7 separate regions of the Mus musculus genome follow, and regions 2, 3, 4, 5, 6 and 7 are each linked to region 1. Evidence: chromatin contacts called from public HiCAR-type, HiChIP or PLAC-seq and promoter capture Hi-C data. All regions are on one chromosome and are shown on one strand. Each heading gives the region's core, a stretch centred on a gene start, on an enhancer-like site or on the middle of the called end of the contact. The rest is flanking DNA. Distances are from core to core; before and after follow the strand shown.

Region 1 (3,285 bases), core at 320-2,819:
AAGCTCACTCCTAGATTGCTACTGCTTAGTGTAGACTCACTTCTTTTACGGAGCTTACCAGAATCTGCCGTCTGTGACAGTCGTGTGTGCCCATGTTGAACTCCTCCGGCATGTCCGTGAATCAAGGGTTCATTCAGTCATTCCTGCAGGATTCACAGTCTCTGCACACAGTAAACCGCAGGCAAGTTTGACTCTCCCTCATTGTGCATGCCTCTAAGTCACTACAATTCCCTTCCACCGCTCCCCACAAATACGCGTTTTCAAAACCACCTGGGAGGTATACATTCACCGATTCCATCACTTACTGAGCCAGCACACGTGAGACGCTTTCCCAAGCTCTGTAGGCTCAAAGATTATAAGGCACACAAGCCTGCAGAGTTCAAGGATCGCAAAACCCATATACAAATGTTTATATAATAACAACAGTAATACGATGTCCCGAACACTATAAAAAGAAAAACGCGATGTGATAAATACAATAAAGTAAGGATGTAGAGAGTCCTGGAGAATAAAAAGGACTCTACTGAAGCTAGAGGTGGACAACAGTCAGGGAATTAACACCTCTCCACAGTGAGAAAACGGCACACTCCGTTAGAGAAGCTAGACAAAGGCCCTGGCAGTGGTGGCGCACGCCTTTAAACCCAGAACTTGGGAGGCAGAGGCAGGCGGATTTCTGAGTTCGAGGCCAGCCTGGTCTACACGGTGAGTTCTAGGACAGCCAGGGCTACACAGAGAAACCCTGTTTCAACACACACTCCCCTCCAAAAATAAAAGCTAGATACTGTACCACTGTACTATGGATGCGAAGTTCAAATCAATGAATTTAATGCAAGTGGGAAATACCTATTCTTGGGATGCCCTTTGAAAGCAGGGAAACCGAGGGCGCGATTCTGAACAGTTTACTCGTCCAGGACCGACGACACACAAGACTTGCAAGGTGTGCCTTTAAGTCACTGAAAACCCCGCACTTTCCCCAGGTTCAACCTGCAGCCCGGCCTCCTGCTGGATGAAGAGCACGTTGGCTGGTTTGCATCTCCCGCCAGCCTGCGAGGTTAAGTACGGGACTCCGGGACTCGCCTCCCCCCGCAAGCCGGGCGGCCCCGCGCCTGGACCACGGCTCGCGCTTCGCAAATAGATGAAAGGCTTCCTATCTACGGGATCTGTACCGGGTCGCTCTTTTCCCCCTGGCCGCAGAGCTGCCCCGAAGCCACCCAGACCCAACTCCCAGGATCGTTTAGGTCGATACTCGTTCTCTGAAAACCCATCAGGCGCCCCCCGTCTACCTACAGAGAGTCCCGGGGTCGCCGCCATCAAAGCCCAGCCTGGTTACTATAACACCCTCCACGGCTGAGGCGCCACCCACGCCTCCGGAACAGGAAGCCCCGGGAATTAAAAGGCAAACCGGAGAAATCCGGACCTGGGGAGGGAAAACTCTCCGGAGCGCGTCGCAGCACCTTTTGCACCGTGATTGGCGGATCAGCGAGAGTGACGGACGTATAGACCAATCGACATTGTCTACAGGTCTCACACTCGCCCTTCCACCGTGTCGTCCTCCAATCCGGAAGCGCAACCGGGTGAGCGCGCGTTTCCGCCGCGATCGTGCCTTGGGGGCGCGCGGCTTCGGGCAGCCGGGCTCCTCTCCCGCGTGTCCCGCGGCCTCCCTGAGACGCGCGGAGACATGAGTGACACCGGAGGCGACCGCGCGCGACTCAGGCGCTACACCAAGCTCCCGGTGTGGGTGGTGGAGGATCACCAGGAGGTGAGCGGGCGACACAAGCCACGGAGCCCTGGCAGGAGGGATTCGAACCCTAGCAGCCTGCAGAGGCTTGACCAGCACCTAACGCTGGCTGCAGCCTGTCCCCCACCACCACCAACGTCATCATCCCACGGTTTAACGAGAGGGTTAGCCAGGACCTGAGGGACCATAATCGTAGCTCGTGTCATATGAAGAGGAAAGCCTTCAGCGCTTATTAATGTACAACATGGCAGTGCAGTCGTAAAGTGGGTAGACTTCTGGAAGACGACCTAGCAAGTCTGGATTTGTTTATAGGACCCCTGGAGGGTCTCTGGATATAAAACAAAAGGGATCAAGAGTGAAGCTCTGCGATACACCCCTTCCCCCAGGAAAAGTGGGTTATTTACTGATGGAGAAAGTTAAAGGAGGAAAGAAAGAAGATCTCTGAGACAAACCCAACTTTGGGTTACTCTGTGCTTTTTAATTTGTTGGTAAACTTGGATGTATAGCATGTAGGAGGAAAAAGTCATCTAGTCCCACTTCACCATCCTAAAGGGACAGAAAATGCCCTAAAACTTAGAGTACCTGGAACACAGTTTAATGCTAGAGTGAGTGGTTGGAGATTATCATCAGAAACCATCTATGGTAAAGCTTTTTTTTTTTTTTTTTTTTTTTTTTTAATGTTCCCATGTTTGACCACTTGATGCACTTCAGGTTGGTGCAGTTTCTTGTTTTGTCTGCACTTGACAGTGTGCAGTTCTCACTGTGTGTGTCTGTATTACAGGTTCTGCCTTTCATATACCGGGCCATAGGTTCGAAGCATCTTCCTGACAGTAATATAAGTTTCTTACATTTGGACTCCCACCCAGACCTCCTTATCCCTGTGAACATGCCAGCAGACACTGTGTTTGATAAGGAAGCACTCTTTGGGTAATGTGACTTTTTTTTTAGTCATATTTTATGTATTTGAAATACAACATATAGCAGATGATAAACAAGAGATTTTGCTACACTCACATTTGCATTTTTTGTTTGTTTGCTTGCCTTTTAAATTTTTATTTAGAACATTTTTTTTTCTACCCACTAAAAGAGCCAAATAGGGATCAGGTGCGATGGCTGATCCCTGTGATCCCAGCCCTTGGAACGCTGAGGCAGGAGAATTACAGTTTGAGGAGAGCCAGGGCTACATTGAAGCCTATTTATGGTTAAGTGTTGTCAAGATGCTTGGCAGAGTCTAGAATTATCTGAGAAGTCGGTTGCAGGGCTTGCCTGTGGAGGATTATCTTGATTGGATTAATAGAGACCACTCCCTTGTGACCACCACTTGTGAGTTTTTGGGTCCATTCTTTTTCAAACCCCCACACATTCCTACCCTTGATAACTAATATCTTAGTGTACTGGTGGGTTTTGTGTGTCAACTTGACACAGGCTAGAGTTATCACAGAGAAAGGAGCTTCAGTTGAGGAAATGCCTCCATGAGATCCAGCTGTAAGGCATTTTCTCAATTAGTGATCAAGGGGGAAAGGCCCCTTGTGGGTGGTGCCATCTCT
Region 2 (3,285 bases), core at 202-2,701, 920 kb after region 1:
AGACTATCGGGCATCCTGGAACAGAAGCGCTGGGGTTGGCAGACTGCTTTTTAGGTACTTAAAGATTCTCTGGGGGAAGATCTGGGGGGCCGGGAAGCGGGAGTCCCTTTTAGTTGCCTGGTTTAGCAAATAGTACCTTAGGGTGATGCTTTTCAAGCTCCGCGACACTTCCTGGAGCGGAATCATTTATCCAACATCGGAAGCAACAAGTTTCGCTTTTCTGGTCTCAGTGACCCCGCGGAGGGGCTGCGCACTGGGACACGGTGACGCTGCGCCCACTGTGATTCTAGCGTGTCCCAGCAGCCCAGAGGGAGGAGGGCACCCACGCCGGGTGGGGGAAGGAGCGGTGCGACACCGTGCAGGCCAGATGGGCTTACCAGCTCTGCAAATGAATTTTCCTGCACCAGGACCTTGTTCCTTGTTCCCCGACCTTGCTCCAGGGACCAGAAAGGTCAGGTGCGGGACAGGACTGGGCGCACCCAGACAGAACGTGGCCAGATCAAGAAAAGAGGTGAGAGTCTATGGAGTTTTGCAAGGAAGCCACCAATTTGGAGAAACATTTCCCCTTCGTTTTTGCAGTGTGTGTGTATGAGTGTGTGCTTTGTGTATGTGCGCGCACTCATTTCTTTCAAACATATATACACTTTTTTTTTTTTTTTTTTTTTTAATCCTGGGGTTGGAGAAAGCGGAGCCAGGGAGAGGCGGGGACCTTAGAGTAACGCTGTGCCGCGAGGTCTCCCGCGGGTGTAGACGTGGGCGGTTGCGGCTTTGGGCCAAATCTGAGCACCGGCAACTAGTGGGGCTTAGGGACCCGGCAACCGCGAGTAGGCCAGGGGTGCGGGGAGGAGCCCTGATGTAAGAATGTTAATGAGAGGCTCCCCCAGCCCAGCCCCCACCCCGCCCCACCCCCACCCACCCCACCCGTTGCAGAGACAAGCCCGGCCTCGGCGCGCCATGTGTGGTAACGCGCTGCGCCGCTGCCACGCTATTTAAACCCCGGCTATGGATCCAGAAAGCCGCGCGAATCAATGGGATCAAACGCGAAGGAGGTGCACCGTCAATTACAAGCACTTGGACAAGTTTAACTTTTTTTTTTCTTTTACAAATAAGGCCTTCAAACGCAACCTTAGCAACGCCCAAATAAGAAGCCACCTCTAAGCCAAATAGCCTATGTGCAAAGGGAGGGAGAATATATATATTGATAATAAGTCTATATGTATATTACAGACGCACAGGTTTACATTCTGTGAACTTTTTTCTTTCTTTCTTTGCTTTAAAATTTTTTTTTTTATTTTTTAAACCTAGGGACATTGTAGAGGAATCTTCCTATCTTTTGGCGAGTTACTGAAGGGGGTATTCTGTTTTCTTGGAGCGCCCAAGGGGGCGCAGGGACAGAGGAAAGAAAAGAGCTGGGAGGAAAAGGGCAGGGTGGGTGGGGGGCAGAGGGCGAGCCGGCGGCCAGGGCGAGCGCTTGCTGGCAACACGATGCGGTCCTTGCTGCTGTTCACTTTCTCGGCGTGCGTGCTGCTGGCCCGGGTGCTGCTGGCTGGCGGCGCGAGCAGCGGCGCCGGGGACACCCGGCCAGGCAGCAGGCGCCGGGCGAGAGAGGCGCTGGCGGCTCAAAAGATCGAGGTGCTTGTTCTATTGCCCCGGGACGATTCGTACTTGTTCTCGCTGGCCCGGGTGAGGCCGGCCATCGAGTACGCGCTGCGTAGCGTGGAGGGCAATGGCACCGGGAGGAAGCTGCTGCCGCCAGGCACTCGCTTCCAGGTGGCCTACGAAGACTCGGACTGCGGCAACCGCGCGCTCTTCAGTCTTGTGGACCGCGTGGCGGCGGCGCGCGGCGCCAAGCCGGATCTCATCCTGGGGCCCGTGTGCGAGTACGCGGCGGCGCCGGTGGCTCGGCTGGCGTCTCACTGGGACCTGCCGATGCTGTCCGCAGGAGCGCTGGCCGCCGGTTTCCAGCACAAGGACACGGAATACTCGCACCTCACGCGCGTGGCGCCTGCCTACGCCAAGATGGGAGAGATGATGCTCGCTCTGTTTCGCCACCACCACTGGAGCCGTGCAGCCCTGGTCTACAGCGACGACAAACTCGAGAGGAACTGTTATTTCACCCTCGAGGGGGTCCACGAGGTTTTTCAGGAGGAGGGGTTGCACACGTCTGCCTACAATTTCGACGAGACCAAAGACTTGGACCTGGACGACATAGTGCGCTACATCCAAGGCAGCGAGCGAGGTGAGCGGGAGCGGGACCAGGGGGGTCCTTGGCTCTGACTCAGCGGTTCTCAGTGGCTCTCCCCCAAACCCCACCAAGTCAATCTTCTGCAGACCCCACCCTTCCCCGTAACCCAAGGACCCGTGGAGGTCGCGCGGGGGCTTGTCCAAGTGTGAGCTGCCTGATCCAGGGACGGGTGGAGGATAGCCCATCGCGGTGGAAGGGGTGTGCCTACACAGTCTCGGGGAGGTGGATCTGGCCAGTCGAGGGAACGTCTGAGCCGCTTGCTAGCGCCATCCCAGGTATGACAGGTGTGGCTAAACACCAAGGGTTTTCCCCCTCTTCGACAGCTCCGGAGTCCCGTGAGTTCCAGGAATTCCCTACTCTGTCCATTGCAGTCGCGCGCCCCCTGGCAGGGCCACAGCGTCTGGGGACGCCCCAGCAGTCTCGCAGCTTCTTGACTAGCTGGGGGTTGGGACGCATCTCCTGGCTCCCCTGGCTGCTCTTTCCACTGACCCTAGGTCTCTTTTTAAAGCCTTCCTTTTAGATTCCTTCCATGCCCTTTCTAGTGTCTTACAAGCTTCGATACAAGCACCAGAAGTGCGTCGCCGTGTCTGAATTCAGGCGACTCTCACTTCCCCCGGGAGCTTTGGGCTTCGAAGCCTCTGAAAGCGCGCGCAGAGCTGGGCTTGGGCGGAGCGCGCCGGAGGATCGTGCGCCGAGCTTCCTTCCCACGGGTCCCCTGCCCGGCCCTTTCTCCGCAAGTCGCTGAGGGTTTGGAACAGTAGCCAAACTAGACAGAGAATTTGGTACTGGGGAATGGGATCATGGCTACGGGGAGCGTGGGAATTCTCCGCAGCTGCCCAGGTTTCTGTCGTGTAGATAGAGGAAGGAGCCGAATCCCAGCATAGGGCATGAGTCCGGACGTCCCGGTTGGGGCTCACACATTGGAGAAATCTCGCCTTTGTTTCCCCTTGGTGCGCAGGCGCCCAGAATGTCCGCGGTATTACCCTCCCCCTATGACCCCACACCGCAAAGCTTCCGATGTTCGTTCGGAGGTGCTATCC
Region 3 (3,285 bases), core at 522-3,021, 710 kb after region 1:
CATAGGATTCCCTAAAATGAAGTAACTTTTTTTTCCTTTAGAATTTTCAGCCCCCAATTATTAGCCAGTATCCCATTTTACAGAGGAAACTCAAAAAATATGTCCCAAATGTCATAAAAAATCACAAAGATACTGTTACTAAAATTTTGTTTTCCAATGAGCCTCTTTTAAATACATGACTCTCCTAAGGTAAATGGGATGAAAAAGCTATCTGAATTTAACCATGATCCTAAATATGCTAAGGCACACATAAAACTGTATGCTTACTGCATGAACCAAGCGACTAGCTGTCTTACTCTGATTCATGACGGTCCAATAAATACAGGGTTTTGCCTCTTGTTTCTGCGATAAGATGTATAAGGAATTACAGCTACTTTAGCAATGACAGCTATCTGGAGGTAGAGGATTCATCCCAGGCACCACAACTACTCGGTATACAGTCACTGGCATTTTCTTTTTCCCCGGGCGGGGCGAGGGGCAGGGGGGAAGACCTCAAAGGAGAACCACCGGTCCACTTGGAGCCGTCCTCAATGGCTCCAAAGGCTACACACGCATCATCTACCCTAGGAACTTCGCACATCTTTTTCGGTCTAACAGCTAAACGATTCACAGGTGGTTGGCATATTAACATCTCCGCGAGCAAGAAAACCCAAAGGGAATGAGATGGAGGCGATGACGCTGGCAAAGTGGCAGTTAATCTGAGGGGCTGGGGGCAGGGGGGTGGTTGGTGGCGTCGGGGACCCAGGGCCAAGGGAAGGTACCGACAAAGACCTGCTGTGTGATCTGGGCTCCGGGGGCGTCGCGGTAGAGGCCGCTGACTCCGCACTCCGCGCGAGGCCCCTCGGCTCACTCTCTCTCCATTCCCCGAGCCAAAGGGAAGATAAGAGGTGGGGGGGTGACAGGGTGGAGGCGGGGACCCGGGAAGCCGAGGGGCCGCAGCGGGCGGCTCGGCTCCGCTCCAAGGCCGCGGGAGGCCATTTTACCTCCGGGGCCGTCCAAGGCCCTCCACGTCCCCAACCCCTCCGCAGTCATCCCTCCCCCGTCTCGGCCCCTCCGGGGGCCGCTGTCCGCCGGAGCCGGAGGCCGAGTGCGACACGGCAGGGAAGGGCGGGTGTGGGGAGGGTGCGGGGGGCTCCCGGCCGCGCCTGCCGCGGGGACCCGGGCTCTCGGGGCGGTGCGGCGGGGGCGGGGGCGGATGCGGCCGCGGGGCCGGAGCGTCGGCGGGAGCCGGACCGCGGGGCGCGGAGGGAAGAGGAAAAAGGGAGAAGGCGGGGAGCCGTTACCTATACTGGGCCGCAGCCGCCGCCGCCGCCGCCCCGCTGTGGGTGAATCCAAAGTAGTTGCCGGTCGCCATTTTGGCATCTTCCCCCAGCCGGCTGGGCACTGCGGCGGGCACGGAGAGTCAGGTCCCATGGCGGGAGGGCAGCCGTCAAGGGGTCGGGGTGCCGAGGGATGGCAAGGGAGAGAAAAGGGGCCGTGAGAAGCCGCCCTGGCCGGCGGGGACCGCGGCCGCGCCGCCGTCCGCCTCCCTCCCCGCACTCCCTCACTCACTCGCACGCCCGGGTGGCGGCCGCCGCCTCCTCCCCGGAGCTGGCCCCAACCCCCGCGCCTACCCGCCGCCCAGGGCCGGGGCAGGGCATGGCAGAGGCCTCCACGGGCCACATTTAGACTCACCATAGGTGAAAGAAACTACAGGGCATATGGGAATCATGGGCTCGGGCTGCTGCTGCTGAACTCTGAACTCTCACCCGCTGCCTCCCTCCTCTGCCCCACTCCTCCTCAGCGGAGAACAGACCGCCGCCGCCGGCCGCACCGCGCAAGCGCGCTAGTGCGATGCATCCTGGGAGATGTAGTCCTTACGCCCCGCGCCAACCCCCCCACCCCCCACCCGGGGGCTGGCGCAGGGCCCCCCGAGGAGCGGATTTCTGGGGTGCGGATGTGGGGTTCTCTCGTGGGACTACGGGCCCGGCCTTATCCTAAGCGATGGTGACTCGCACCCGCTGCAGGGAGGCTACAAGGCGGAGGAAGAGCGCCTCGCTCGGCCGCGGGGGAGTCGGGCAGCGTGACCAGATAGCGTGACGTCTGTTGGCCTTTTCGCCGCCTTACTTTTTCACCGGTTTCCTTTACTTTTGCGGCTGCGTTTGTTCTCTCTTTCAGCCCTCCTCTCTCCTTTAATTTCCATTAACATTTGAGCTGGCCTAATTCCTGTTGCTTGTCACTGGCCTTTGGAAAGGGGAGGAGACAACGATGGGGGGGAAAAGAGCAGAGGAAGTGCTGCACCAAGCATCTGCCCAGAACCCTGCCTGTCACAGGGGTCACACATTTTGCCAAGACCCCGCCCCACCTCACAGACAAGGAGCCTTTCAGGGTCATGTTGGCGGCCCCCAACAAGGTGTTGGGCGTTGTAGATGCCAGAAACGAAACGTGACATGTTGTAGGAGCAAAACAAAATCCCTGTTCACATGGAATTTTTGTTCTGGGAAGTCTTATGACACACTAGAGCCAAAAACATAGAAAATGTGGTGGGTGGGACTGGAGTATTAGGAATAAAAACAGGACAATGAAGATAAGGGGAGTTCGGGCGGTTAGGGCAAGCCCTGGAATAGAGACCTGACAGAAGCAAGAAAACCACCCAGGTAGCTACCTGGAGGAAGGGCAGTGGAGAAGTCTATAGAGTATCAAGGAAGTCACTCTGGCTAGAACTGAGTGCGGGGATGACCAGTTCAAATGTCTTTGTGAGAGTCTTAGATTTCCTGGGTAGAGGGGCATACACCTATAAATCCCATCATTGGAGAGGCTGAGACAGGAGGATTTCCCAGAGTTCTAGACCTGCCTACACTACAGAGGGAGACAGTGTTTCAAAATAGAAACTACCCACCTATTCACTCCTTACCTGAGCTTCAAAAGAGTGCCAGGTCTCCCTGGGTCAGGATCAATACTTTATAAATAGTTCTTTACTGCATGCAACTGTGTCTTCATTACAGATGCTTTAGTGTTATCTCTGTATTGTCTCAGGCCATTTTCAGTCACACCTCCCCCACCTCCACCCCCCCCCCCCCCGCCCATTTCTTTTCTACTGCTAGGGATGGAGCTGAGATGACCTGAGCTAGCGATCGTTCTCTCTCTCTCTCTCTCTCTCTCTCTCTCTCTCTCTCTTCTCTCTCTCTCTTTCTCCTTTAGTTAGGGTCTTGCTGGCTGACCTGGAGACCTGGCACTCACTATACTGCTTCCGCTGGGCTCTCCCTCCCCTTCCATCCCCTCTCCCAGCCACTCCTGGACTGATTT
Region 4 (3,285 bases), core at 535-3,034, 680 kb after region 1:
CACATGCCTTTAATCTTAGTACTCAGGAGGCAGAACTGAGCTGCATTGAGTTTGAGAACAGCCTGGTCTACATGGTGAGTTCCAGGCCAGCTAGTTACATGGTGAGACCCTGTCTCAAAAAAAAAAAAAAAAAAAAAAAAACAAAAAAAAAAAAAAAAAAAAAAACAAACCAAAACCAAACGAACAGATGCCCAAAACAAAAGAAATAATCCAACAAGTGTGTGGTGCAGACCTGTAATAGAAGTGCTCAGTAGGCTGAGGAAGAGAATCATTGAGTTCAAGGCTATCCCAGGCTTTGTAATAGTATACTTACTGTCTCAAAATAAATTAAATAAAATAAAAGGGGAGAGAATGAGGAAAGCATGGATGAGATCTGCTATTTTCAAAGCACTTAAGAACAGGGGAGATTGTATGGATGATCTGTAATTCTCTGCAGGTTATTTAACAATAGTTTGCTATTTGGTACCAAGGACTGAATTCAGGGACTACATCTTTAACCTTCTAAGAACAATGTTCTTCAATATTCTATGTATGGGTACACATGCTTGAGTGTGTGTGTGCTGAAGAGTAAACAGAGCAAGCACAACCTATGTTTCTGTTTGAGAGGGTAGCCCAGCCTTTCTGTAGGCAAGGTTTTCCTGAGACCATCCAGGGAGTGAGTGCCTGGGATCTGACTATCCCTGCTTTCTGAATGAACACTAGGATTCTAAGCTCAGGCAACATGAGACATCTTTTACACATGACTTCTGGGGATCAAACTTGTGAAAGTCTGTTTGGAAAACATTACTGAGCTGTTTTGTTTTTAACCCAATAGCTTTGAATTACAAAAGTACTTTCATAAATAGACTATATATAAGATAAACTGCCCATAGTTTTAAGAACTTTTATTTTTTTTTTTTGCTTGTGTATAACACTGGACAGAAAATAATAACTTAAAAAAATCATTACACAAGTCTGATTATAGAATTAATCTGCAAAACTACTGCATGATAGTAGTTCTTTATAAAAAGTTATATTTATAAAATTTAAATTTGAAAATCTGAATGCACTTTAATATTTAATCTAGTTAAACAGATTGCTTAAGAATGAATACGAGTACATATATTTTAATACTAAGTAGGTGTCAATAATTCAGAAAACACCAAAAAAAAATATTGCAGGATTATGTATTAAAAACAAAATTAATCCGATAAATTAAAGAGTACATATAAGCCAAGCATAATGGCACACGCCTTTGATCCCAGCACCTGGGAGGAGAGGCAGGCAGATCTCTGTGAGTTTGAGGCCAGCCTGGTCTACATACACAGTGAGTTGGTGCTGTAGAGGGAAGATGAGCCAAGCACTACATAGTGAGACCCTGTGTCTGTCTGTCTTCTGTCTCAAAAGGGGGTGGAGAGATATACTGGTAGAATAGAGCTGGAAACAGAAATATGTGAAGAGTTAAATTTGACCTACTCTCCCCAAATATGCTTTTTATATGCCAAGCTGCTAAAATTTTTTTTTAAAGAAAGATTTATTTATTATTATATCTAAGTACACTGTAGCTGTCTTCAGATGCATCAGAAGAGGGCGTCAGATCTCATTATGGATGATTGTGAGCCACCATGTGGTTGCTGGGATTTGAACTCAGGACCATCAGAAGAACAGTCAGTGCTTTTAACCACTGAGCCATCTCTCCAGCCCTAAAATTTCAGAAAACAAATCAAAAGCATTCATGCCTGATACCCTCAGAGGGAAGAGGCACCACACCCCTGGAACTGTGGTTAAGTGAGTTAGCACAAAGCTCTGGAAACCCAACCCAAGGCTTCTATAAGATCAAGTGCTCTTAACCACTGAGCCATCCCTCTAGCCAATTCTTATGTAAATTCCTACATAACATTTTTTAAGACAGGCTCTTGTTTTGCAGTCTAGGCTGACCGTGTGAAATCTTCCTACTTTTGCTGTACAAGTTGTTGGGATTACAAGTGTACGCCCCCATACTTGACAAAACAGGGCTCTCTTAATAGTCAAAAGAGGTGGAGTTTAGAAAGGGATGAATTCATTAACAGACCCATGCTTTAAAACAAACATTTTAAGGTATAGCTGGTAGAACCATGACAAGAAAAAAATAATAAAGGACTCATATTTGTCATAGGTTGATCTTCTTTTAGGTGAGTAGAAGAAAACAGGGTCTCTCACCAAAGCTGGCCTAAAACTAACTATATAGCCAAGGACAACAATAAACGTTTCTACCTCTCAGTACTGGGATTACAGGCGTGCAGCAACTACCATGTCTGATTCTGTAGTTGTGGGGATGGGTCTACGGCTCAGAACAGAGGCAAGCACTTCACTGACTGCCTTGTATCCCCAGCACGGGAGGTCATCTTTCTTAACTTTTCTCATTTCCAATGTTCCCAGTCCCCTTGTGGAGAGAGCTATAGAAGTTACATTCTATAAAACATGTACAAAATAGACTCATTAGAAATACAATCAAAATTTATAATTGGAATTTTAAAAATCTTTTAAAGTTTTATATAAAAAGCAAAGGAGGCACCCTAGAATGGGTGGAGGGCTCAATTTCCTTATTTTTCAAACATTTATAGCCACTTTTACAGTTTTCCTGATTATTGCTTTTGTGTTTCAACACAAACGACTTTCAAAGAAATGTTTAGTGAAATACAGCCATCTCTCAGTGTCTGCAGGAAATTGTTGCAAAATCCAAGCACACTCAAGTTCTTTAAATAAAATAGCAAAATTATTGCACATAATCTATTTCACCTGCATACATTAAAATCTATAGATTATTTGTAATACCTGTTGTAAATCTTACTGAACAGTTTTACTGTTCAGTTTAGAAAGTAATAGGGAAAAAAAGTGTAGGTACTCCACACCAATGTAGTTTTCCACATGCACATTTTTGATTTATGGGTGAGCTGCTGAGTGTAGAATACACAGATGTGAATGTGCTTTGTAGGCACAGGAGTTAGAATATCAACCCTACTCAATTATGAAAAATAACCACGGAGACTCATGGTAAATACACAATATAAGTACCTGTGGTCCAGCACAGCTGATCTTACAAACATCACAATAATGAATCTGGGGTGGTTTGGGAGGCTGTTTTGGTTTCAGTTGTTTATTTTGGAATGGTGTTTTTTTAGTAAAGGTGGTCCCTGTCCAGGCAGCTGTTGCTGCTGCAGCAGCAGCTGCTGCTGCTGCTTGCTTCTGTTGTTGCTGCTGCTGTTGGTAGTAGGAAGACGCAGCTGAATATACGGCTGCTTCATAACCTGAATAAGATGTACCTTA
Region 5 (3,285 bases), core at 486-2,985, 620 kb after region 1:
CTTCAGAAGACTCTTCACTTGCAGTTTACTCTCACTAAATGAGAAAGGTTAAAGGTTAAAGGTCAAAGGCAGTTAGCGTTCAACTAGGGTGCTATCAAAGAAAGACAAAGAGAACCTGACCACATTACCTCTATGGACTACAGGGTGAAATGTAAGGTGACCCTGTCTCTCCATATCAAGTTCTGACAGAGGAAGTGGTTTTTATTTGAAAATTACGACTGAAAATAGGTTCCATTTTAGTACTCTCCACTAGATGCCTTGATTTCAAGACACACATGCAAATGCTGCAGGCCCCAGGTCTCTGATATCTCATTTCAGGCCCACCTGTTTTCCACCTTAGCAAGTGAGAAGTGGGAAGACATTTGGAGGCAGTAAATTTGGTAGAGCATCTACCTGCACACAGACAGATTGCAGAAGCTAGGCATGGTCGTACTACCTTGAGTTCTAGCATTCGGGAGGCAGAGGCAAGCAGAGCTCTGTGACTTCGAGGCCAGACTGCTCTACATAGTGAGTTCCAGCACAGCCAGGCTACATAATCGAGAGACAAACAAACAAAATTGCAAAAGCAGGGAAAAAAAAAACCGCACACAACTTTCACAAATCGAAAATGAGAAGGAGTCTACTAAAAGGTAAGGAACGACTGCTCCAGAAGTCTTCAACATGCTCTAGTTCTGATCTCTTCAATGTCCTCCTCATTCACGGAACTCCAGAACTGGCAGCCTTCCCTGGGGCCGTCCAGGACTCCTTACCTAGACCTAACGTCCTCTAACGTCCTGACTGAAATACCACCTTTGCAAGAATGAAAGGATTCCTTGTCCCCACCATCTTCTAAGTACTATACAATTAATAATCGCATATCGTTGACTGTTTGTTTCTTTTTACATAAGCTCCCAAGGAGCTCGATCTTTGTTCTGTTCACTGATACTTAGCACAAGCTTTCCAGGATCGTACCTGGCACACAGTAGGAGCGCAGAAAGTATTTCCCGAGTGAATGCACTTCTCGACTAGAATTGCAGTTTGGAAGGGGGGAGATGAAATGGGAAGAAGCGGGAGGAGGATGCTCTGGGCAGACACCGAAAGAGGCCAAGGCCGACCCACATACAGCAGCGCGGACGCAAAGCAGTGCACCACCCGCGACAGAGACGAACTCTCAGGACTCGCGGAGAAAAGTCCCGGGCAGAGCACACACACCGGGCTGCGGGCTGCCGGGGGAACCCCGTCGGGTTCCCGACCACGCAAGCTTTCTCTTCCCTTCCCGGATACCTGGGGCGCCGGAGCCGCCGGACCTCCCGGGCTCCGGCTCCCGCCCACAGGCGCGGTGGCGAGCGACAGGGCCCTGCCCCAGCACCTGCCCGGCCTGCCGCAGGGGTCCGGGCCGCGGCCAGCCCGGGAGGCCCCAGAGCGCCCCGCCCGGCACCCCGGCAGGAAGCGCCCCTGCCCCGGCCGCTCCACCCGCCGCCGCGCTCGCCCGGCGCACTCTCACCTCAGGGCGTACGTACGACACGAAGGAGGGCTTGGGCGCCTTGGTGCCGCCGCCACCGCCGACTCCCCCTTTCCCCAGCATCCCGCCGCCTTGCGAAGCAACGAAGCCGAAGCGCGGCGACAGCAGAGGCGGCGGCTCCGGCTCAGGTTCCGGCAGCGGCGGCGGCCACCAGCACCAGCGGCCGGGGCTCCGCCCATCCCTAGGGCCGCGGCGGCGGCAGCAGTACCGCCCGCATCCGGCTCCGCCGCTGACACCGTTCGCTCCGCCCAGGCCACGCGCCCCGCCTAGCGACCGTGGGACACGCCCACCGCCGCTCGCTCTGCTCCGGCTGAGGTCCCGCCCACAGCATGGGACTGGCCACGCCCACCCCTTGTTGGCCGAGGTATTTGCTCTAGCCAATGCGGAGAGCGTTCTCTCCGGGCTTCCCCACGATTGGCTAGCGAGAATGTCGCCATTTGCCCAATGGTCCTGCCGTCGCTAAGTTGTTGCGGGCAAGTCGTTCTACCCATTTTGCTTCTTTTACTGGCCAGCAGCTTTGAAATTCAGCTTGCTGAACAGAATGCCTCCGCAGAAGCTTCAAAACCACACCGACGACGTTCAGACTTTAGACGAATGAAGAGAGACAGAGCGGATAGGAACTGACTAAAGTGACGTAAAATGTTGTGTTCAACTTCAAACTTCTTTTGTTTGTCGCTTGGTTTCTAACTGGTAAGATATCAAAAGCCCTTAAGACTTATCTGCTCTCCCAAGTTATCGACAAACCTCTCATATTAAGCCAAGATAGCAAATAAAACACACACACACACACACACACACACACACACACTATTCATTTCTATTCATTTGAATTCCACCTTTGGGGCACTTGCCTCGCGTGAGCAAGACCAAATTGAATTCTCCCTGTGGAGCATTGTGTTAGAAGAATAAGATACGATGCAGCTCACCCGAAGTTGTTCCATCTACTGTGAAAAGCCAATAAACATTTGCAGTTAATTTTTCAAGTGTCAGGCACCTTGCTATGCCTTAGTCTGACCAACTGCACCACCCCCTTGTATTTCTTTTAAAATTCCCAACTAAGTACTACAAGTGACACGGAAGGGTGGTTAGTGCACACCTGCTATTCCAGCACCTGGAAGGCCAGACAGAAAGATAGTGAATTTGTGGCCAGCTCGGACTACTTAGGAAGTCCCCAGGCAACCTAGATCACAAATAAGACCTTCCTCTCAAAACCTAGCAATTAACTGTGCTTTTCCACGTTGGTTCCCAGGAAGGAGAGGTGACCTCTCTGATTCCGATATGCCAGACAGATTCTGTTGCTTTTGTTTCCAGGATCTGACCCAACCCATAAACAGAAATGCTGGCTTTTGATAGAAATTCACCAAGCAAATGTCCCTTTCTGCCGGCCGTCAAGCTAACGTTAAGTGTTACTAGATCACCCTGATCTTTAACATCTGCTGAAGGTCAAGCCCTGTTGTAATACGACTCTGAAAACTTGACACTGTCTCTGGGTCTGTACACTTCCCAGGAATGGGAGCCAACAAAAGAAACGTTTTAAATACCAAAAAACCAGCTGGTTTGCCACCCTCTTCTGATTGTGTCCGTCCCCCTCCCCCATGTGATACTGTGAGGAAGAAGTGGACTTGGAGATTATTGAGCCTTGAAGGAATGCCCTTATGAGATCAGAGGGTTCTGGCTAACCCTCCCCCATTGAGAGAACTCAGCAAGAATGTGTCACCATTCTGGGCTGGAGAGTTGGCTCAGTGGTTAAGAGCATTGATGGCTCTTCCAGAGGTCCTGAGTTC
Region 6 (3,285 bases), core at 199-2,698, 590 kb after region 1:
TGGACGGCTGGGGATGCTGAAGCCTGAGCGCCCATGTCTCAGGTATTGAGGATGAGAGGGAAAAGGCAGCCATGGGGTGAGGTGGGGTGGGGAGTGACTCTCCTCGTTCAGTGTTTCCTCTCAATGGGCCACCTTCCATTGAGACCCTCCCGTGCTCCACCTGTAGGCACCCACCCACAGGAGAAACTACAGCTCCTGAAGACAGACTCTACAGCCAAAACACACTAGGGCTGAGAGCAGCCTCTGCTCCATGGAAGCAGAGAAATTCTGCTGGTGTTTGCGTAAGGATAGGAAAGGACATGCAGAAGTGGAGAGAAAACTTTACAACAAAAACAAAGGAATTTTCTTGTCACCCAGCAGACAACCATCATTCCCACGGGATCTCCCTCTGGCTTTCTTCACTTTTGAATTCACTTGTTGGCTAAAAATTCATTTAATCTAGCTTTCAAAAAGAAGATGAAGACTAAGCTTTCAGCCTCTCAGACTCTTTCCTCTTTGCATTCAAGCAGGCGGTATCTGCAGCTCAAGCACTGTGGAAACCCCTGAAGATGGCGCTGTTATTCGGTCAGCCTCCAGAGAGACCAGTGTTTGAAGAAAACAATCAAGTTGGGGCCGGTTTGGGGCTTAAGACAGTCCCAGGAAAAGTACCTTAGTTATGGTCAAGGTGAAAGGTAAGTGGATAAGGCTTCTTGTGCCTCATCTTACAGTCACACACTGGAGCTGGGGAACCAGTGTGCAGCGGCTACCACAGCACATCTGCTGAGACCTTCTGCAACACGGCATGCAGCACTTGCTGTCTGACCACCTTGTCCAGACCAGACACCGACACGCAGCTGGGGTCTGAAAGGCTTTTTAGGCTAAGGGACTGGGAAGTTACCTGTCTTATAAGAGGCTGCTATAAGGTGGAAAAATATACTTAACATCAAGTCAAAAATAGAGGTTAATTTCAGAATCTATAATTCCAAGGAGGGGGAAAAACCTTAGGAGAGATGAATAAAAGTTGAGACCATCATTAAAGAAAAAGGCCTTTGAAATTTTAAACCATGATTTAAATGTCTAAAAGAAAAGTCAGGCATCCTTGTTACAGAAAAATACACATTACAAGAAAAACAAGGACAGCATGCACACCTGTGAACCCAGTATTCTGGAGGCAGAGGCAGGAGGGCCACAAATCCCAAGCCAGCCTGCGAAATTCCAAACCTAGTTTCAAAATAAACAAAACACTTAGAAAAAGAAATGATTTTGGACTGGGAAAAAAATGGGACAAAGTATACCAGAGGCAAGACTTTCCACATAAGAGGGAGCTACACCATCCAGAAGTCTCTGTTCTTGAACTCAGAAGCAATTAAAATTTCATATGAGCGTTAGCCACTCTCCTCTGTCTCAAAAACAGTCAACCAATCCAGGCTCCTTCATAATGAATGACTCAGAGCAAAGCCCCGGTGCCTCAACATCTCGGGTGCCCGTGCTGAACTCCACCAGCAGACACACAGGTGCGCTTCCCCGCCCCTGCCCCGTGCTGGGAGCCCCAGCCAGCTGTGATCTCTGAGAGCAGCAAGAGAGCATGCAGGCCATGGGATCCTCCCAGGGCATGGGACGTTCTGCATTGGAGACCAGGAAAAAAACGCATGATGCCAAAAAGGCCCCACTGCATTGTGAAAGGAGTGAGAATTTCCCATTATTACCATCAGGTTGGAGGAAAGGGAAACAAGGAAAATTCTTTCCAAATGCTGTAACCCCAGAGCCAGGTGTGTAGCTACTGAAGACCTTGACATCTTGGTTACGATACATCATTACTGTTATGTGCAAGAGGATGAAAACAAAGGCGTTTATATATAGCAACACTAGGGATGATGTCATCTATCTCTGGCCTCAAGCTATATGTGAGACTTGATAACATGGCCGTTACCTGGCAACAAGTGAAGAGTGACTTCCTTCTCTGTTACTTCCTTTTCATCTGTGTGAATTTCCTAAAAATAAATAAGTAAACAAATAAATACCAGAGCAAAAGATTTTCTTTCTTTAAGGGCTCAAAATAACAATGAAGGCATGCTTTCAGAATACACATCAAACTATGACATACACTCTGGAACTTTTAGTTAACAAGCTATTGATTTTACAGTTCTTTATCGAGTGTGTATACACACAAGCACAAGCACAGTGGGAGTGTGTAGGTCAGAGGACAACGGCTGGAGGCTGGATTTCTCTTCCCACCATATAAGTTCCAATGATCAAACAGGTCTTTAGGCTTGGTAGCAAATACATTTATCCAGTAACTAGCCTTTAACGAGGTACTTTTAAAATACATGTTCAGGGCGCTGGAGCTGTGGTTTAACATGCATAAAGCCCTAGATTTAATCCCCACATCAAAAACCAAACCAAACAAACAAGCAAAAAGAGAATGTGGAGAGACGACTCCTTTGGTAAAGTGCTTACAGCACAGGCATGAGGACGCGGCGGCCCTTCTGCAGCACACACGCACCTGCAATCCCAGTGCTGAGGAGAGATGGGAGGATCCCTGAGGCTTACTGGCTAGCCAGTCTACCCAGACATGTAAGCCTGGGCTCAGTAAGGCGGTCTCAAAAAAATAACATGAAAGACAACTAAAGAAGACACCCAGTGGGGCTGGAGAGATGGCTCAGCGGTTAAGAGCACTGACTGCTCTTCCAAAGGTCCTGAGTTCAATTCCCAGCAACCACATGGTAGCTCACAGCCATCTGTAACGAGAACTGACGCCCTCTTCTGGTGTGTCTGAAGACAGCTACAGTGTACTTACTTACATATAATAAATAAATCTTTTTTTTATTTTTTGGTTTTTTGAGACATGGTTTCTCTGTGTATCCCTTGCTGTCCTGGAACTCACTCTGTAGACCAGGCTGCCCTCAAACTCAGAAATTCACCTGCCTCTGCCTCCCGAGTGCTGGGATTAAAGGTGTGCACCACCACTCCTGGCTATAATAAATAAATCTTAGAGAGAGAGAGAGAGAGAGAGAGAGAGAGAGAGAAGACAAAGACGAAGGCAAAGAAAAAGAAAACGACGACAACGAAGAAGACACCCAGTGTCAATTTGTGGCTTCCACAGGCACACACATGCACATGTGCCTGCATGTGTACCACAGGCTGTGGTAGAACATGCCAGTAACCCCTGCACTCAGGAGGTGGGAGCAGGAGGATCACCTTGTTCAAGGTCATTCTTGTCTATTTCACAAACATGAGGCCAGCTTGGGCTATATGAGACTCTGTCTTAAAAAATAAAACAGTGGGGCTGGATGGTTCAGTGGTAAA
Region 7 (3,285 bases), core at 232-2,731, 550 kb after region 1:
CTGCATGGTGGCTCACAACCATCTGAAATGGGATCTGATGTCTTCTTCTGGTGTTCTGAAGAGAGTGACAGTGTACTCATATACATAAAATAAATCTTTCTTAGTTTTTTTTTTTTTGTTTTTTGTTTTTTTTTTGTTTGTTTGTTTTTCGAGACAGGGTTTCTCTGTGTAGCCCTGGCTGTCCTGGAACTCACTTTGTAGACACCGCTGGCCTCGAAGTCAGAAATCTGCCTGCCTCTGCCTCCCAAGTGCTGGAATTAAAGGCATTGCCACCACGCCCGGCTTTTTTTTTTTTTTTTTTGGTTTTTCAAAAATCTTTTTTAAAAAACTAAAAAAGAAAGGCTGACTTGGTGATATGAAAAGATAGCTCTCAAAGTCTGTTTATGAAATCAAAGATGTGCAGAAACCTGCATTGGGAACAGAATCCGTCATGCAGCTGGGCCCCCAAACAGAGCCAGCGGAGAACTCTCTTCACCAGAAATCTGACTGCTATATTAAAAATAATTTCTGTTGGAGACTGGGCAGATGAGAGACCAAGAACACTTTAAGAAAAGGCTCCTCTGTCCATGAGGATTGAGATCAAACAGCATCTTTAATGTCAGCCTTGACACATGCACAAAATGCTTTCTACCTTGAATAATAGCAATTCAGAGTTTGAATGGATACACACACACACACACACACACACACACACACACACACATGAAATCAAGCCAAAAAATGTGACTATGTTAAGACGAATCACTGAAAGTATATGGGGACATGACAAGAGGGGACCAGAGGAGGAAAAGGTTGAGAACTGTAGTCTAGACAGCAGAAGATAAGCCGAGAGACCAAGAGAATAGAGAAAAGGGGCTGGGGGAGGGGACAACATTCCTTCCTCAACTTCCAAATGACCACCCACATCGACCACTTTCCTCTTTTCTGAATTCCATCATATCCTTCTGGGGTCAGGTAGCTTGGTAAGGCTGGGGCATCTCTTCTTCCTTAAATGACCAATATACTACTGTATGTATTTCCCCTCCTTTGTCTCCAATTATTTCTAGGAGGATTTAAACTTCTTCCTAAATTAGAAACTTCCCGAATACAAAACCTATAGCCAGGCATGGTGGTACATGCCTTTAATGCCAGAACTCCGGAGGCAGAGGTAGGGAGATCTCTGTGAGTTTGAGGCCAGCCTGGTCTACATAGTGAGTTCCAGGTCTGGGAGGGCTTCATAGTGAGACCCTGTCTCAAAAGAAACAAAGGAAATGCCTATCAAATAACACAAGCTTTAACCCGGCTTAGTTTTCCAACTGTCACAAAGTAACCACGGACCATCAGACAGCCATGGCCACTTGGTTACTTTTTCCCACTTCCCTTTTTCTCTTTCTTTTCACTTGCCAGAGATTGAATCCAGGAGCCTTGCAGTGCTAGCTGGGGTATCCTACCACTGAGTTACATCACAAGCCTCTGTGTTCTGTTGTTTTGATGTAAATTTAAGTACAATGAAACACCTGCCCACTCCCCCCAACTCCAGTCAAGGTTGTCCAAGGCTGCCCTGGTTTAGAGCTCAGAAATTTGCCTGCCTCTGCCTCCCAAGTGTTGGGATGATTAAAGGCATGCGCCACCACGCCCAGCCTATTTATTTATTATATGTAAGTACACTGTAGCTGTCTATCTTCAGAAGATGACATCAGATGTCATTGCAGATGGTTGTGAGCCACCATGTTGTTGCTGGGATTTGAACTCAGGACCTTCAGAAGAGCAGCCAGTGCTCTTAACGGCTGAGCCATCTCTCCAGCCCTACTGAGTCCTTTCTTATCCAGCCCTGTCTTCACCTGAATTCTTGGAAGCCTCAGCAGATTCACCTACAAACTGGATCAGTTTGGGCACAGGCTCTTTCATCCCTCTTGGTCAAACAATTGTAAAATCTATCAGGCTCCTGAGGGGTAAGCTGTGGCATGCCTGCATTCTTTCCCTACCCAGGAAAGGCATGCACTGTGCCTGTTTTGCTGGGGTATAGCAAGCACTGCACTCACGATGCTCACACTGCTGTGAAGGTTTTTTTTGGGGGGGGGGGGGTGTTGGTGTTGGTTTTTGTTGGAGGTGGTGGTGGTGGTTTTCAAAATAGGGTTTTTCTGTGTAGCCTTGGCTATCCTGGAACGCTAGACCAGGCTGTCCTCAAACTCTTAAGAGATCTGCCTCCTAAATGGTGGGATCAAAGCTGTGTGCTGCCATCTCCCGGCTGTGAAGAGGGGTTTTTGAATATACCTTCACTTAGGACTCAAAGGCAACAGCTTTTTGTTTTGTAAGACTATAAAGTTTATTTTTATAAGTGGCCAAAAGGCTCATAATTTCCACAACTATACACTTCATACTCTTTAATTACTGAAGACAAGACTATAATCTAAACCACAAAGTAGGCTACCAATGCCTGTTGTTAAAGCATTAAACCACCAATTGAACAAGATACTTTCCTCTTGAATATTTAAATACATGTAAATTGTATGCAAAACACTGGCTGCATTACCCAGGCCAGTCAGGCTTTCAATTTCACTGGTAAACACTAGGATACTTCTCTGGCAAATGGGAATCCAGGCAAACAGGACACTTCTCCTTTCCCTATCCTAGTATTTTTCAGGGTGGTGTATGGCCTTTAGCAAGGGTTGCTGGGAGATTCCTGATAGACCTATGAATTAGTGTCTTCGATGCTATTTATTACAAAGTACCTCCCCTCCTCCTCCCCCAAAAGGGGGGGAGGGATGGTTTATCTTGGCTCACAATTTGAAGGTACAGTCCTCCATGGCAGCAAGCCCATCAGGTGGCTGGACACGAGTGAGCAGTCAGACAGCAGGGATGGCTGGTGCTTAGCTGGCTTTCTCATTTTGTTTGGCCTAGGCTCCACCAGCTCAGGGACTACTATTGCCCAGGCTCAGGGTGTGCCCTCCATTTCAGTTAAACCTCTTAGGAAATGGCGGCACACACAAGCCCTTAAGTGTTGCCTATGTGTACATGTGCACGCGATTCCAGATGCTTGGCTCCAATCTGTCCTGCCCCAAGGATGGCGCTGTAAATATGGACCATAATAACGGTGTAACCATTGCCCTGAACAGCCCCTCTTTGACTACGGATCAGAGGAGCTCAGAAAATGGGCTTTAGTCAGGTTATAGTCTGTCCCACGGAAGGTCAGGAGGAAGCATGAAGCACGGGGCTAGCTCTCAACAGGAACCATCTCCTATTGTCCTTTCTGGACAGGAAACACTCCATTTTATCCCTTCATTAAATGCTTTCCACACCCTTGGC

Evidence for each region. Promoter capture Hi-C pulls out the DNA fragments that hold promoters and counts their contacts. HiCAR-type assays count read pairs that join an accessible place to other places. HiChIP or PLAC-seq counts read pairs in DNA pulled down with a chosen protein or histone mark.
Region 2: a contact with region 1 is called in a HiCAR-type map of astrocytes, with 4 times the contacts expected there. The contact joins the promoter of Npr3 here to the promoter of 6030458C11Rik in region 1.
Region 3: a promoter capture Hi-C map of pre-B cells shows a contact between it and region 1, with 4 times the contacts expected there. The contact joins the promoter of Zfr here to the promoter of 6030458C11Rik in region 1. A contact is called at or near these places in 14 of 39 promoter capture datasets (3T3-L1-derived adipocytes, the C10 cell line, the HPC-7 cell line and 8 more), 2 of 484 Hi-C or Micro-C datasets (embryonic stem cells and erythroblasts), 11 of 115 datasets of contacts at active chromatin or transcription factors (astrocytes, bone marrow-derived macrophages, effector CD8 T cells and 7 more) and 3 of 9 other capture datasets (adipose tissue, embryonic stem cells and liver).
Region 4: an H3K27ac HiChIP or PLAC-seq map of embryonic stem cells shows a contact between it and region 1, with 4 times the contacts expected there. The contact joins the enhancer-like site here to the promoter of 6030458C11Rik in region 1. A contact is called at or near these places in 18 of 39 promoter capture datasets (the 3T3-L1 cell line, 3T3-L1-derived adipocytes, the C10 cell line and 12 more), 3 of 484 Hi-C or Micro-C datasets (embryonic stem cells and nephron progenitors), 17 of 115 datasets of contacts at active chromatin or transcription factors (the 230-238 cell line, the NIH/3T3 cell line, the SCID.adh cell line and 9 more) and 2 of 9 other capture datasets (adipose tissue and liver).
Region 5: a contact with region 1 is called in an H3K4me3 HiChIP or PLAC-seq map of bone marrow-derived macrophages, with 11 times the contacts expected there. The contact joins the promoter of Mtmr12 here to the promoter of 6030458C11Rik in region 1. A contact is called at or near these places in 22 of 39 promoter capture datasets (the 3T3-L1 cell line, 3T3-L1-derived adipocytes, the C10 cell line and 14 more), 1 of 15 datasets of contacts at CTCF or cohesin (the NIH/3T3 cell line), 5 of 484 Hi-C or Micro-C datasets (the G1E-ER4 cell line, cortical glia, extraembryonic endoderm stem cells and 2 more), 20 of 115 datasets of contacts at active chromatin or transcription factors (astrocytes, bone marrow-derived macrophages, craniofacial prominence and 14 more) and 4 of 9 other capture datasets (adipose tissue, embryonic stem cells, liver and 1 more).
Region 6: a contact with region 1 is called in an H3K27ac HiChIP or PLAC-seq map of embryonic stem cells, with 4 times the contacts expected there. The contact joins the enhancer-like site here to the promoter of 6030458C11Rik in region 1. A contact is called at or near these places in 10 of 39 promoter capture datasets (the C10 cell line, the HPC-7 cell line, cranial neural crest and 6 more), 1 of 484 Hi-C or Micro-C datasets (the MNK3 cell line), 8 of 115 datasets of contacts at active chromatin or transcription factors (bone marrow-derived macrophages, embryonic forebrain, embryonic limb bud and 3 more) and 3 of 9 other capture datasets (adipose tissue, embryonic stem cells and liver).
Region 7: a contact with region 1 is called in an H3K27ac HiChIP or PLAC-seq map of embryonic stem cells, with 5 times the contacts expected there. The contact joins the enhancer-like site here to the promoter of 6030458C11Rik in region 1. A contact is called at or near these places in 9 of 39 promoter capture datasets (the C10 cell line, the HPC-7 cell line, HPC-7-derived erythroid cells and 4 more), 1 of 484 Hi-C or Micro-C datasets (embryonic stem cells), 8 of 115 datasets of contacts at active chromatin or transcription factors (astrocytes, bone marrow-derived macrophages, embryonic forebrain and 3 more) and 3 of 9 other capture datasets (adipose tissue, embryonic stem cells and liver).

Annotation. Positions count from the first base shown.
Region 1 is chr15:12,822,941-12,826,225 of GRCm38.p6, reverse strand. 6030458C11Rik (RIKEN cDNA 6030458C11 gene) reads left to right here and starts at 1,569. Exons shown (of 9, transcript NM_029998.3): 1 at 1,569-1,759; 2 at 2,520-2,665. The coding sequence starts at 1,679. It overlaps Drosha (drosha, ribonuclease type III), which reads right to left and starts at 1,411. Exons shown (of 35, transcript NM_026799.3): 1 at 1,288-1,411; 2 at 59-161.
Region 2 is chr15:11,903,840-11,907,124 of GRCm38.p6, reverse strand. Npr3 (natriuretic peptide receptor 3) reads left to right here and starts at 1,451. Exons shown (of 8, transcript NM_008728.2): 1 at 1,451-2,239. The coding sequence starts at 1,486. It overlaps Gm5144 (predicted gene 5144), which reads right to left and starts at 600. Exons shown (of 2, transcript NR_131059.1): 1 at 137-600; 2 at 1-15.
Region 3 is chr15:12,116,337-12,119,621 of GRCm38.p6, reverse strand. It overlaps Zfr (zinc finger RNA binding protein), which reads right to left and starts at 1,771. Exons shown (of 20, transcript NM_011767.2): 1 at 1,675-1,771; 2 at 1,284-1,383. The coding sequence starts at 1,711.
Region 4 is chr15:12,146,145-12,149,429 of GRCm38.p6, reverse strand. Zfr (zinc finger RNA binding protein) reads right to left here. Exons shown (of 20, transcript NM_011767.2): 6 at 3,034-3,281. Among named protein-coding and RNA genes, the nearest start is that of Mir1898, 24 kb to the left of the region's middle. Within about 2 kb of position 1,784, at least 4 of the 459 cell types and tissues checked have an H3K27ac peak or open chromatin away from gene starts, as enhancers often do. A contact at or near this core is called in embryonic stem cells, where this site is marked.
Region 5 is chr15:12,203,478-12,206,762 of GRCm38.p6, reverse strand. It overlaps Mtmr12 (myotubularin related protein 12), which reads right to left and starts at 1,735. Exons shown (of 16, transcript NM_172958.4): 1 at 1,484-1,735. The coding sequence starts at 1,564.
Region 6 is chr15:12,228,959-12,232,243 of GRCm38.p6, reverse strand. Mtmr12 (myotubularin related protein 12) reads right to left here. Exons shown (of 16, transcript NM_172958.4): 2 at 1,910-1,970. Among named protein-coding and RNA genes, the nearest start is that of Mtmr12, 26 kb to the right of the region's middle. Within about 2 kb of position 1,448, at least 117 of the 459 cell types and tissues checked have an H3K27ac peak or open chromatin away from gene starts, as enhancers often do. A contact at or near this core is called in the MNK3 cell line, adipose tissue and embryonic stem cells, where this site is marked.
Region 7 is chr15:12,273,502-12,276,786 of GRCm38.p6, reverse strand. No RefSeq gene overlaps it. Among named protein-coding and RNA genes, the nearest start is that of Gm52210, 45 kb to the left of the region's middle. Within about 2 kb of position 1,481, at least 14 of the 459 cell types and tissues checked have an H3K27ac peak or open chromatin away from gene starts, as enhancers often do. A contact at or near this core is called in embryonic stem cells, where this site is marked.